Linked DNA regions of Rattus norvegicus: region 1 is linked to region 2. The links are chromatin contacts, called in public Hi-C maps. All regions are on one chromosome and are shown on one strand. Each heading gives the region's core, a stretch centred on a gene start, on an enhancer-like site or on the middle of the called end of the contact. The rest is flanking DNA. Distances are from core to core; before and after follow the strand shown.

Region 1 (5,920 bases), core at 1,566-4,065, 490 kb before region 2:
TTTCTTTAAAAAGATTTTTGATTTTTAATAAATGTTGGAGAGGGAGAGAAGAGGAAATAAAGCGAGAGAGAGAGAGAGAGAGAGAGAGAGAGAGAGAGAGAGAGAGAGAGAGAGAGATATCCAGGGAGTTCAGAAAAAGGCACTGAGATCTCTAGAGCTCAAGTCATCAGCAATTGTTAGCCATTGGATGGGAATCAAACTCAGATCTGCCAGAGCACTACATGCTCTTACCCCCAAGCATCCTGGCAAGTTTCTAAAGGAGACAAACAGCCCAGTCCAGCACACATGTGCAGAAGGCTCCTGGAACTGTCATGGTGTTTGAGACCATGGGGAAAGGCTGCAGCCTCGAGCTACATTATAATTAAACGTATTGATACTCCTAGCTGGATATGAGTCTCTGAGACAAATTAGACACTGCCACATGAAGATGGGGCAGAGAATAACTTTAAAGGGTGAAACCCCAAGAAGACCGTTGAGTATCTGTACAAGCAAGCCAGGAACTATTATTCTGTTTTGCTAACACTAGGTAGTTAAGGTGACCTCACAATTGTCCTTGAATGTGTGCATAAGCAGGTTACAGAAGACAAAACAGTGGCTAGTCAACCATAACAAAGAAGATGGTCACTTCTGAGTAGGGTCACGGAGTCAGAGTTAATAAGAACTTATTAGGGAACTTCAGAGACAAACTGCTAGTAGGTACCAAGATGGACCTGAAAGATAAGACTATTTTTCTGGGGCCAGGAAGTAGCTTGGTTAGGCACACTTCCTGCTCTTTCAGATAATCCAGGTTCAATATCTCACACCCATGTGGTTGCTCACAACCATCTGAAACTCCAGTTCTAGGTGTTCCGAGGACCTCTTCTGGCCTTTCCGTCACCAGGCATAAAAGTGACCCATAGTTTGCATGTGCAGGCAAAACATTGGTGCACATTTAAAAGGGGAGTATTTTCTACATCTGTGTAAGCGGTAGTGTGCCCCTCCATGACCCACTGATAACAGTGCAGTTCAGGAAGACAGCTCCTGGGTACAGGCCTGTGATTAAACCCACAACTGTCTCCCTGCGTTTGGAACCCTCTGTTCTAGCAGTTCATTTATAGTTTTCTCTTAACCCCAGTTACCCTGTAAATCCTCCCTCAGTTCTTCCTGACAGATTTAAATATCTCGTTCCCTGTTCTCTTGTAGTCAGGCTTAGATGAAAACCTTAGTGTGTATCTATTGATGTACGTGTGTCTGTACACACATATTTGCACGTGCATACACATTTGTGGGCATACACATGGACACGTGCATCTAGTCCTCAGAACAGTTGCTAGAGTGTGATGAGTGTTGTTGGTTGGTGGAGAATAATGTTATTTGGGGTTTCTGGAAAGCAAGCGATCTAGAATGAAAGTGATTGTACATTCATACAGAGTTAGGTAGGACAGTGGGACGGCTTTCAGGATCACCCTAGTGACAGAGAGGACGGACCCATGCCAGAATGAGATGGTCTGTTCTGCTTTTCTGCTTCTACAGACACTTTGTTTTTGGACTTTTGAGAATTTAATGAAAATGATGGCACAACATATTGAAACGTATGGGACACAATGAAAGCAGTGCTAAGAGGAAGACTCACAGCTCAAATTCCTTGCAGTCACTGTCCCTACCCACCACAGCCCGACCAAATCAAAACTCCAGAAGCTCATAACGTAGCAATCAGATTTATCTCAATAATTCACCTCAGCAGACTTACATTCCACAAAGCGTCCACACAATAAACACAGAGTCAACTGATATAAACCGCCCACCTAGACAAGATAAATTGACCTACGAAAACCCAGACCTTAAGAAATATTCATAACTACCTGTGGCCATTTAGGGCCACACAGATCTGAGTCGTCCTTCTCTGCCCCCATCTTGGTTCTTCTCCTCTTCTCCTCTCTCTCTAGGGGCACCTTTTTTTCTTTCTTTCTTTTTTTTTAATGTGGGAAAATGCACTGCCTTGAGAATTTGGAAGTTCAGAGAGGTAGTTCTAGCTGTTTTTCTAGCTGTTTTACCATTTACTCTGTTGAGAAACTCATTTCAGCATCCTGGCCCAGTAGCAATTGTGATAAGCAATACCAACAATGCAGCATTTATGGAGCTCAGGATGACTGACACACATAAAGGATGCTGGACATGATTCTATTTTTTCCCCCTTCTTATAATGACTGTAGTGCGGTAGATTTCATTACTATGGCATTATGATCCTAACGAATGACTTATACTGTGGAGTTTAATGGTACTTTATTTAGGCTTTTCATCTGTAAACCGTGGGTTTCAGAATGGATGACCTTCTCTGACTTGTTTTCAACAGTTTATAACAAGATCCATCTGGACTTTCTATAATCCTTTTGTCTCACCCTGCAGGACAATAGAGGGAAATTATGAGGTTTATCTTGGGCATCCTGTTAGTTGAATGTTTGCAATTGGCTGATTCATGATCTTCAAAACGATCTAGACCTAATTTGCCAGAACCTGTGATAGTAGCTTATGGATTTTAAAGATGTGTTCTAACCCAAGCATCTCGAGATAGGAGAGAACACTATGACTTATCCAGATGACCTCAAGAGTAAACCACGGCGCCCTTCTAAGCAGGCTGCAGATTCTACATAAGAAAAACAGCCAAAGACACAGGCAGGGATTTGAGGGTTTCAGTTGCAATCCAAAGAAAGCATGGGACTACCAGGAATGAGAAGAAATGAAGCAATTTCCTCTCCCCAAATCCCAGAGGGAGGACAGCCCTGCTGATACCCATGCTAGAATGTCAAATTTCTGGCAAAAACATTTCTATAAGCCAGCAATCACGTGATAAACTGTGACAGCACCAAAGGGAACCTAACACAGTGCCCCGGATGCCTCATGGCAGTTCTTCAATGGTCCTGACTGAGTTATGTAATCAAAGCACAGAAGAAAGCTATAGAGGACAGACGTAGATGGGAGCTGACCATGTTGTAAAACGTTCTTTCTCTGATCATGTCTGAAGGAAACAGGGACCACAGAGAGGAGGGCTAAAGTTGTTGTCAAGTGTCAACTTCAGAATGGTAGCATTGGGATGTGAGTCCAGAAGCCAGAGGGTCAGGACCTAAATGTACCTCTGCTACTTTCTGGCTACCAATCCTTAGGAAGGTGTATGCTGAGTTATAAGTCTAATCTCCTCACCCCGGCCCCCCCCAACCCCCGAACCCAGGGCTGACAATGATGATTGAATGCTTTCCCTAGGGATCTCTGAGATCATGGGTGTGGAATGTTTTGCAAGCTGAGAGATATAGGAGCATATTTGTGTGTGTGTGTGTGTGTGTGTGTGTGTGTGTGTGTGTGCTTCCTCTGTCCTGACTTATTAAACAACAACAACAACAACAACAACAACAACGGTACACCAGAAAAAAATGTTTCTAATATACCCACATTCTCAGCTTACTTCCCTACTTCTTTGACCATCTGGTGGAGTGTTGGTCACGTGCTGCTGTAAAAGAACACTACTGTTGAGTTCTTTATAGCCAGCAGAAATAGGTGTTTCATAGTTCAGAGGCTAACGAGTTTGAGATCAAGGTGCTGACAGGGTTAGTGTCTAGGGAGGGCCTGGTCTCTCCTTCCAAGATTGTGTCTGAACACTGCGTCCTTTTGAGGCTGGTAACACTGTTTTTCACCTGGGGGAAGGTCAGACTGGAGACCCCAGTGCTGCTGGATCGTCATGTAGCAACACAGATCCATACACATGAGCAGAGCTCTCATGTTGTAAACCCCTCCTAAGAGGTTCTCCTCCCCGGCCCAGCTGCACTGCAGATTCAGTTTCTAATATACCATATTTGGGCACATTTTCAAACTATAGCAGGGAATATTTTTTCTAGATATCCTATTTTATACTTATATAATATAAGATACAGTGAATATGTGTGTAACAATACGTGATATATGAATGAGTGATAGTGAATCCTAATTGTCAAAATTTTTATTTCAAAATTACAAAATCTCTCTCTCTCTCTCTCTCTCTCTCTCTCTCTCTCTCTCTCTCACACACACACACACACACACACACACACACACACACACACACACATTTTTATCTCTACCTCCCAAGTGCTGAGATTGTAGGTCTATACTACTATATCCTATTTATGTGGTGTTAGAAATGAAAAGCCAGGGTATGTATGAAGCAGACTGCATCCAAGCAAGCCTGGAAATGTGTTTAACTGGCTACTTTCCCATTCCTTTCAAATCAGAGTATTTATCATTCTGCTTCATTCCTTTCATACTCCCTGCTTTCCCTCCCCCTGGCTAGCAGAAGACAGTGGAGCAGCCAACACACATCACTTCCATTTGCGTGTGGCTAAGGACAGGGGTAATTTCACAGCTTCCTGGAAGTGAGGATTGGAAGTGAGGCTCTGCATCGGGAACTACTTATTTTCCCTCCTGTTTTGGGGGCAGGGTATAGGCTTACTGAGAAGTTGCCTCTGTAAAGTTCCGCTGTCAACTTGATTGAATTGAGAATCACCTAGGAGTCTGTGATGGGTTTTCTATGGAAAGTTAAATCTTGAGATCTTGGACCTAACACTTGGATGACTTTTTTTTTTTTTGATAACTTTTATCATATGGTGCTACTAGTGGGAGGAGATGAGCGGTCGGAGGTGGAGCCTCCCCTGGGTACGTGTCTTTTTGTGCATTTTAAAGACCCTGGAAGAATGTGTTTTCATTTGCCCTGTTCTTATAGGGTGATGAAGGCGGGGTGGGACGGGTTATTCCAGCAAGGGAGTCTCTCTGCTGCTTCTAAATTTTTATTTAGTTAGGGTGGGTTAGGTAGGTGCTTGGTATTGTACCACTGTGAAATATTCCCACAATTGTGAATAACCCACAATCTGAGGTTATTGGTTTTTTTCTTTTTCTTTTCTTTTTTGAGAATTGCAGAACTATGTGAACTCAGTCCCTTCTTTGGTGAAACCTCTTTGAAAGTTTCTTGGGCTTAGTCAATGCATTTAGGTCTTCCAGAAAATAACGACTGTTCTCCAGCACTCAGTGGGTTCACTGACAGCAATGGGAGGATCCCAGCCATTCCAAGAGAGAACTCCAGGAGAATTAGAGCTCACGGTCCACTGGCTATTTCCAACATTCCTTAGGAATGCTTAGAGTGGCTACAGAAGAATATTGCTGTAAGGGCGAAGCCTGTGTTGCTCTTGAAGTATACCTACCAAGGCAAGATAGAAACAAAGGTGTGGGCCAGAGAAGGAAAAGGAGGCCCTTACCCAGGAGTTCGGTTGAAACTTCTCACCCACTAGGAGCCAAGAGCTTCAACATAGTAGCATTTGCTCAATGCCGTCAACCCACAGTTTTCTAGAAAGCAATTACAGAAGCATCCCTTCTAGTAAGAAGACATGCTCTATCTCCATTGTATATTCCTAGTGGCTCTTACCTTTTGATGATTATTACCTTTCAAGATACCTCCCGATTTACTCTATAGTGCACGTATCTAAGTGAAAACAAAAGAAAGCAAGAACAAAAGTTTCCTAGAGATCCTTCAAGATGCGAAGTAAGTAAATGTCGCCAACATGGTATACATACTACGGCTAAGGCATTTAAGTAGAGGTCTTGAAAAGCCCACACCTATACTCTCCATGTGCCATGTTCTTTCCCGGTACACCTATATCTAGGTTTAATTATCTCCAACTTGGCTTAATACTGGCTCATTCTGAAATTCTTTTTGGTAGAACAGTCGTGGACTCAGTTTTAATAAGTCAACATTGGTAAAAATAAACCGGATTTCTCAGAAGACTGTTGTGGGGATGGTGTATTTTGATATCTGCCACTGCTGACAGAACAATAATTGCTCTCATAAAGATAGCCAGAGTGGGTAAAGACCAGGATCACCTTCAAAGCCATTCGAAAGTGCCTGCTTGAGAAAACTTAGGGT
Region 2 (6,383 bases), core at 2,752-5,251:
AAGCCAAATTAGATGTAAACACATCATACTACTAATAACAATTTTCCCACTGTGAATAAATACATAATTTCCTCAATCTTAATTATAAAACAATATATAATTATAATTATATTTCTTTCAAACTCCTACCATGACTGACACACTTTCCCTGGTGACTATCATCCACTTGGAAGCCCTGTACACTTTGACTATGTGGATTTGGAAGTCCCTAGTTGCTCATCCCTCTGTCTGAAGATTCAGAGGAAAATCTCTCTCCTCAGTGAGCGTGCTCCAAGCCCTCTCCACCCCACCTCTGTGTTCTAGCTTACGCAATGATGGGCAATGAAAATCAACCACAGAGACGGAGGAAAGTCTACAATGGGAACACCCCTGAAGTGTAGGGTTATGGATGATTAAGGACCCTCGTTTGTAACATGCTGATATCGGGACCCAGACCCTGGGCTATCGACTAACTTGGGCAAAGCTGCTGCTGAATAATAGCTGGAACTTAAACATGAAACGTGTGACCACGTGACTATTGCCTGCTATTAACCACCGGGATCGACATCGGCATTCCTTTTTTTTTTTTTTTTTTTTTTTTTTTTTTTTTTTTTAAAGCAGCATTTACTTCTTTTGAAATAGGGTCTCGCTATGCAGCTCGGTCTATCCTGGAACTGGCTGCATAGAACAGGCTGGCCTTGAACTCAGAGTCTCCCTCCTGCCTCTGCTCCCTGACTGCTGTGAGTGCTGGGATTAATGGCATGTGCCCCCACACTTGGCAAAAATAAAGTAGCTTTAAATCTTAGATTAACTGTGTTTCCCGCGGGGTTTACTTCCTTCCTCTCTTCGGTATCTGCTTCCTCCTCTTCCTCATAGGCAGCGCACTCATTGCCTCTCACCTGTGCATGATCTAAAACTCATGCTCCTGTCAGATGCCACTGTGTCCTCTGAGCACGTCTCATTCATGTGCAAAAGAAACTGCCTGACTTAGAAACAGTTTTTGTTCTCAACTCCCTACATTTCAAGGAAAAGTTCAAGCTTCTTATATGCCAGGGCTTTGGTACCTTGACCCCTGTCCACTCCTCCTGCCTCCCTCTGCTTCCCAGAGACTCCTACACCTGCTGTGCCATGTTCACACACACCCCATGATTGACTTGCTTCCTCTATGTAAAGCTGTCACCTCATCGTCAATTTCTTAATGTGGAGTTTGGAATCTGCCCTTTAACCATCCCTGGCAGGCGATTCCAAGTTTAGGCCTGTCTATGTAGCCAGAGTTCGCAAGGGCTTGAACTTTACTCTGCTCACTAGAGACACAAAGGTCAACCAAGATGTATTGCTGATTGGCGGCGTCTGGGCGCCTCTATCTGAACGGCCAAACTGAAAAGCAAAGACGTAAGCAAACCAACACAGGATGTAACCCCACAGGTTCACCAAGTTGGAGAAGAATTAACTGCAAGCCAAAGGCACCAATTCCCATAAAGAAACGCAAAAACTCCTCAAGGCTAGATGATTCCAGCTCTGCCCACAGCTGTGACTGCAGAGGCTGAGGGAGTCCTTACCTTACTGACGATGAACAGCTCGTCTCTCTTCACCACACCCTCCTTGATTTTCTCCTTGATTCCCATCCCAACCTCACTCTCATTGTGGTATAAGTAAGCACAGTCGAAGTGCCGGTAGCCCAGGTTGATAGCCACCTTAACCGCATCGGTCACTTCTCCTGGAGAGGCCTGTAACCAAACACAAGAAAGCTCGGAATACCCAAGACACAATCTGAAGCTCAAGAAGGAAGACCAAAGTGCGGATGCTTCAGTCCTTCTTAGAATGGGGAACAAAACACTCACAGGAGAAAATATGGAGAAAAAGTGTGGACAGAGACTGAAGGAAAGGCCATCCAAAGACTGCCACACATGGGAATCCATCCCACATAGTCACCAATCCAAGATACTATTGTGGATGCCAAGAAGTGCTTGCTGACAGGAGCCTGATATAGCTGTCTCCTGAGAGGCTCTGCCAGAGCCTGACAAATACAGAGGTGAATGCTTGCAGCCAACCATTGGACTGAGAAATGGGGTCCCCATTGGAGGAGTTAGAGAAAGGACTGAGGTAGCTGAAGGGGTTTGCAACCTCATAGGAAGGACAACAACATTGACCAGTCAGATACCCCAGAGTTCCCAGGGACTAAACCATCAACCAAAGAAAACACATGGAAAGACCCATGGCTCCAGCTGCATATGTAGCAAAGGATGGCCTTGCCGGGCATCACTGCGGGGAGAGGCCCTTGGTCCTGTGCAGGCTAGATGCCCCAGTGTAGGGGAATGCCAGGGTGGGAAGGCAGGAGGGAGTAAGTGGTGGGTGGGTGGGGGAACACTCTCATAGAGGCAGGGGTAGGGGTGATGGGATAGGGGGTATCTGGAGCGGAACACTGGAAAGAGGATAACATTTGAAAAGTAAATAAAGAAAATATTCAAGAAAAGAAAAGAAAAGAAAAAAAAAAGGAAAATCTATCATCAGGGGAACCTAATTCCTTTTCTCCCTCGGAAAATATATAGTCAAACAATAAATAAATATTCAAATTGGTAAAGCAGTAGGAACATCAGTTGGACTTAAAGGTAGGGAGTAAGAATGTGATTAATATTCTTCTTTACTCATTTGGGGAGAAGACCACACGTGCTTTTCAGCTCTTGCAGAGGGCTGAGCTGTGTGCTGTGTTTCTTGAATGGTTACAGAAGGGGTGAGAGCAGCTGGGGCATGAAGCCATCTGAGCTCTAACACTCAGGGATGCGTGAATCAGTTGGAAACCTAAAACAAGCATCTACTCACACACGAGGGACTCGTGCGATACCTGTATGGCACATATGTGAGGCACATAGATATTTCCACTAAATATGAAAAGTGCAACCCAAGCCAGCCTTGAATGTGATGGCTCCCTTGCTCTTTCTTAAAGCTGCAGCTACAATATTTAAGATCACCAGTCATTGTCATATTTGTTACTGCTTTTCCATTGTCTCCCACAAATTTCGAAAGGGATCCCTGTGCCTTCAGGTGGAGGAATTAAATGCTTTCATTGTATTGGGAGGGTGATGTTTCTTTCCCCCTTTTTATTTATTTGTTATTTTATTGATGTTTCTTCCACCTCAGTCTCCGCTAGGCGACACCAAAGAGCACTCACATCACCAAAATTGCCTTAAAAAAGAAAAAATCCCACCATTTTTACAAAAGTTTCTGAAGAAACCTTTATCTAAAAACCTACTAAACAGAATTTTCAAATTTACTTTTTATCGAAAAATATATTTTGATCATCTTTCCCCCTCCTCTAACTTATCCCAGAGTTAGGTAGGCCTAGTTCCGTACCTACATACTTACTCAATTTCATGTTCACTCCCTACATACAAAATCTACGGAACAGGCAGTGTATCTACTAGCCAAGATCTCTACTGCCACTAAGCGGACTCCAGAAGTAGACATTACACGTACATGAGTGCAATTATTTAATTATTTTTATTTAGTTTATTTCAGTACGCCAAGCGGCACGCTTCCTTGTGGCCATTTCATACACCCCGGGTTTCGCTGTGCAAAGATGAGTAAGTGCCACTTGGCACAAAAATGATTATTTTAGAGGTTGGGGATCCGTCACTAGCTCACACAAGGCTGGGTTATGCTCACGGTGCTTTATATAAAATTAGCCTAACTGCTTTTCAACCGCGCAGGGAGCAGGTGTTTTAGGATCTAGTAAAAGTAGCTTCTCAGGAGAGTCCGATCTCTCCTCTAATCAGTCTGGAGGCAAGACCTTGATCACAGCCCGGGTCTGGAAGGAGTCACCCTGGGCAAAAGAAGTCCCGCACCCTGACGGTTCCTGAGCGAGTATGCATCGGGCTCCGGGACCCTTAGCCCGACCCACACCGGAGCGCCTCCTCACCTTCCAGGTGCCCAGGCCCACTGTGGGGATTTGATGCATGGCTCCCCTTCGCTCAGAGGATCAGCCCCCAACCTGCACTGGAGGTGACGGCGAGCAGCCCCGGGCGCTCAGGGTAATGCCGTGATTGGCTGGAGTTCTGACACTCTAATTGGCTGATGGAGAGGTCGGTTAGTGGTATGATTGGCTGGTAGCATAGTCCATTTTCAGAGGACCTAAGCAATCGTGTTTGGTTGTGCATTTCCTCTCTCCTAAATCCTCTGTGATCCTAGGCGTTCTGTCTCTTAGCAACCGGCTTAAAGCCCAAGTCCTGTGCGGTGTCCTTCCTGTAAACAGGCTGGGGTGCATATTTATTTCCTGAACGTTAGATGTTTTAGATTAATGCTCGTTCCTACTATACTGGAAAAAAATCGATTGAAATATATTAGCTGTCTTGCAGTCTTGCAATGATGTGTGTTACTTCGAGGAGATTGCCATGTTACTAATAGTGGAAACATGATATGGATATCATTTTTAGGGTGTGTCTTATGAAATTAAAAAAAAAAATCGGGACCAAAAGTTAAACACCTTGGAAGATTATGGACTGTAATAACACCTAATAATAAAGAAGGTAATGAACTTTAAAGGGAGCAAAGAGTAGAGGGGCAGATTTTGAGGGAGGAAGAGAAAGGGAGAAATGTAATTATAATTGCAAAAAAAATCTCAAGATAATCCCTCAAAGGAATGCCTATAAGACAAATCATCCCCCGGATGATTCTACGTCCTATTTAGTTGGCAATAATCCTAAAATCACAAGCTGAAACAGCTAGAAGGAACCAGAAAAGCAACCCAGAAAAGCAAAGGTAAATGACTATTTCGAAAATATTAGCATTATTAAAACGATCACAAAAACTAAGGACTTACCATATTATAGTGCTGGAAGTTTGTACCCTTTACTTGTTTATTAATACTTTGGCAGAAGTCAACAATTTTACATTGTTATTAGCATCAGCAAATTCAACCCACCTTTTTTTTTGTCTTTTGCCACGTTAGATATCTGTTCATATGTTTGCGTTTTGTGTGTCCTCGTGGCAGACGTTCTGTGGATGTGGAAAACTGCATCTCCTCCAGTTCTCTTTATTTATTTTGTATTTCGTAAAGAATGGCAAAGTTAAGCCATTAACGGTTAGACATTTTTTTTTTGTAGATTTTGATCCTAAAAGTGTTCTTTATGCAAATCGACACGGAAGTACCCGTTTGCAAGAGAATGTGCTTTCAGATGTCACATTTTATTAGCGCTCTCTCTGATAGGCTTTTATTACTCATAGGCACACTTTACAGTTTCAGTTCATAAACCTACAGAAATACTGTCCTTTCGATCACTTCATAAAAACTTAGTTTGATCTAGGGATGCCTTCTTTGTTAATGGGCATCTCAGATTTCTTAGTAGTAATTTAGGAGAAACATGAATGCTACAGATGTAAATACTTGAAAAACGTATAAGGCTACTTTATATGAAACTATTGAAACCTCAGATTTTGATGAGGTAGCTTATGTTAGCACACTGAAAACTTTTACCAGGTTCTCGTGGCAAGTGGAGACGAATAGATACACATACGTATACATAATGCACACATGCATACATATAATGAATACATATGTTTCTATCTGCTCAATCATCCATGCAATTAACAGCATATTCTGGTCTATACAAGCAATTTAACAAGGCAAAATGGTACAATAATATCTACAGATACTTATGAAATATTTGGATGCCATTAGGTTAATTTTGCATATGTATTTTAATAGATGCAATTTTAGAAAAAAACACTCTTGAAAAACATCTAGAAAAAACATAGTGGGAAAATTTAACAAATGTAAATTACACAGGAGCTAATTCACCCAAGCTTTGGAAATATTTTGTAATGATTCTTTATAATCAAAAAATAAGGGATTGGGGATTTAGCTCAGTGGTAGAGCGCTTGCCTAGAAAGCGCAAGGCCCTGGGTTCGGTCCCCAGCTCCGAAAAAAAGAAAAGAGAAAAAAAAAATAAACTGAAGACATAAATTGCGTGATTAAAAAAAATAATAAAATGACACATGGACTTTATAAGTTGGTTCTTCCTGCCCCCTGGTGGCCATTTCTCAAAATACAGATATGTACATAAGAATGTATGTAGCGTGTATATAAAACTTATATAAAAGATAGGTAATATATAAATGTATGTCTAGATATACAAATATTTACACATACATTTATAAACACATATGTGTACTCATATGTGTGTATGTGTGTTTAACTGAATAGTCATACTACCTTACACAGAGTATAATATTTCTCCCACATACACCACACCGATTGCCAAATAAAAATCTCAGAAGCTGGTGTACCATACCTTATCTAAGCTGTTGGTTTGGAGGTTCCAGAGACTTCCAAAACATTGCAGGTCATTGATACTGATCTTGGTTGCAAACCAGAAGAACTTGATGATATGATTCCAGTGTTAAAAACA

Evidence for each region. A called contact is a pair of places that touch in the nucleus more often than the background predicts.
Region 1: a contact with region 2 is called in a Hi-C map of prefrontal cortex, with 6 times the contacts expected there. The contact joins the enhancer-like site here to the promoter of Akr1e2 in region 2. A contact is called at or near these places in 10 of 12 Hi-C or Micro-C datasets (the A7r5 cell line, the Rat2 cell line, frontal cortex and 6 more) and 1 of 1 datasets of contacts at active chromatin or transcription factors (oligodendrocytes).

What each region holds. Positions count from the first base shown.
Region 1 is chr17:71,128,731-71,134,650 of GRCr8, reverse strand. No RefSeq gene overlaps it. Among named protein-coding and RNA genes, the nearest start is that of Akr1c15, 14 kb to the right of the region's middle. Within about 2 kb of position 2,815, at least 10 of the 93 cell types and tissues checked have an H3K27ac peak or open chromatin away from gene starts, as enhancers often do.
Region 2 is chr17:70,643,500-70,649,882 of GRCr8, reverse strand. Akr1e2 (aldo-keto reductase family 1, member E2) reads right to left here and starts at 4,001. Exons shown (of 10, transcript NM_001008342.1): 1 at 3,896-4,001; 2 at 1,539-1,706. The coding sequence starts at 3,934.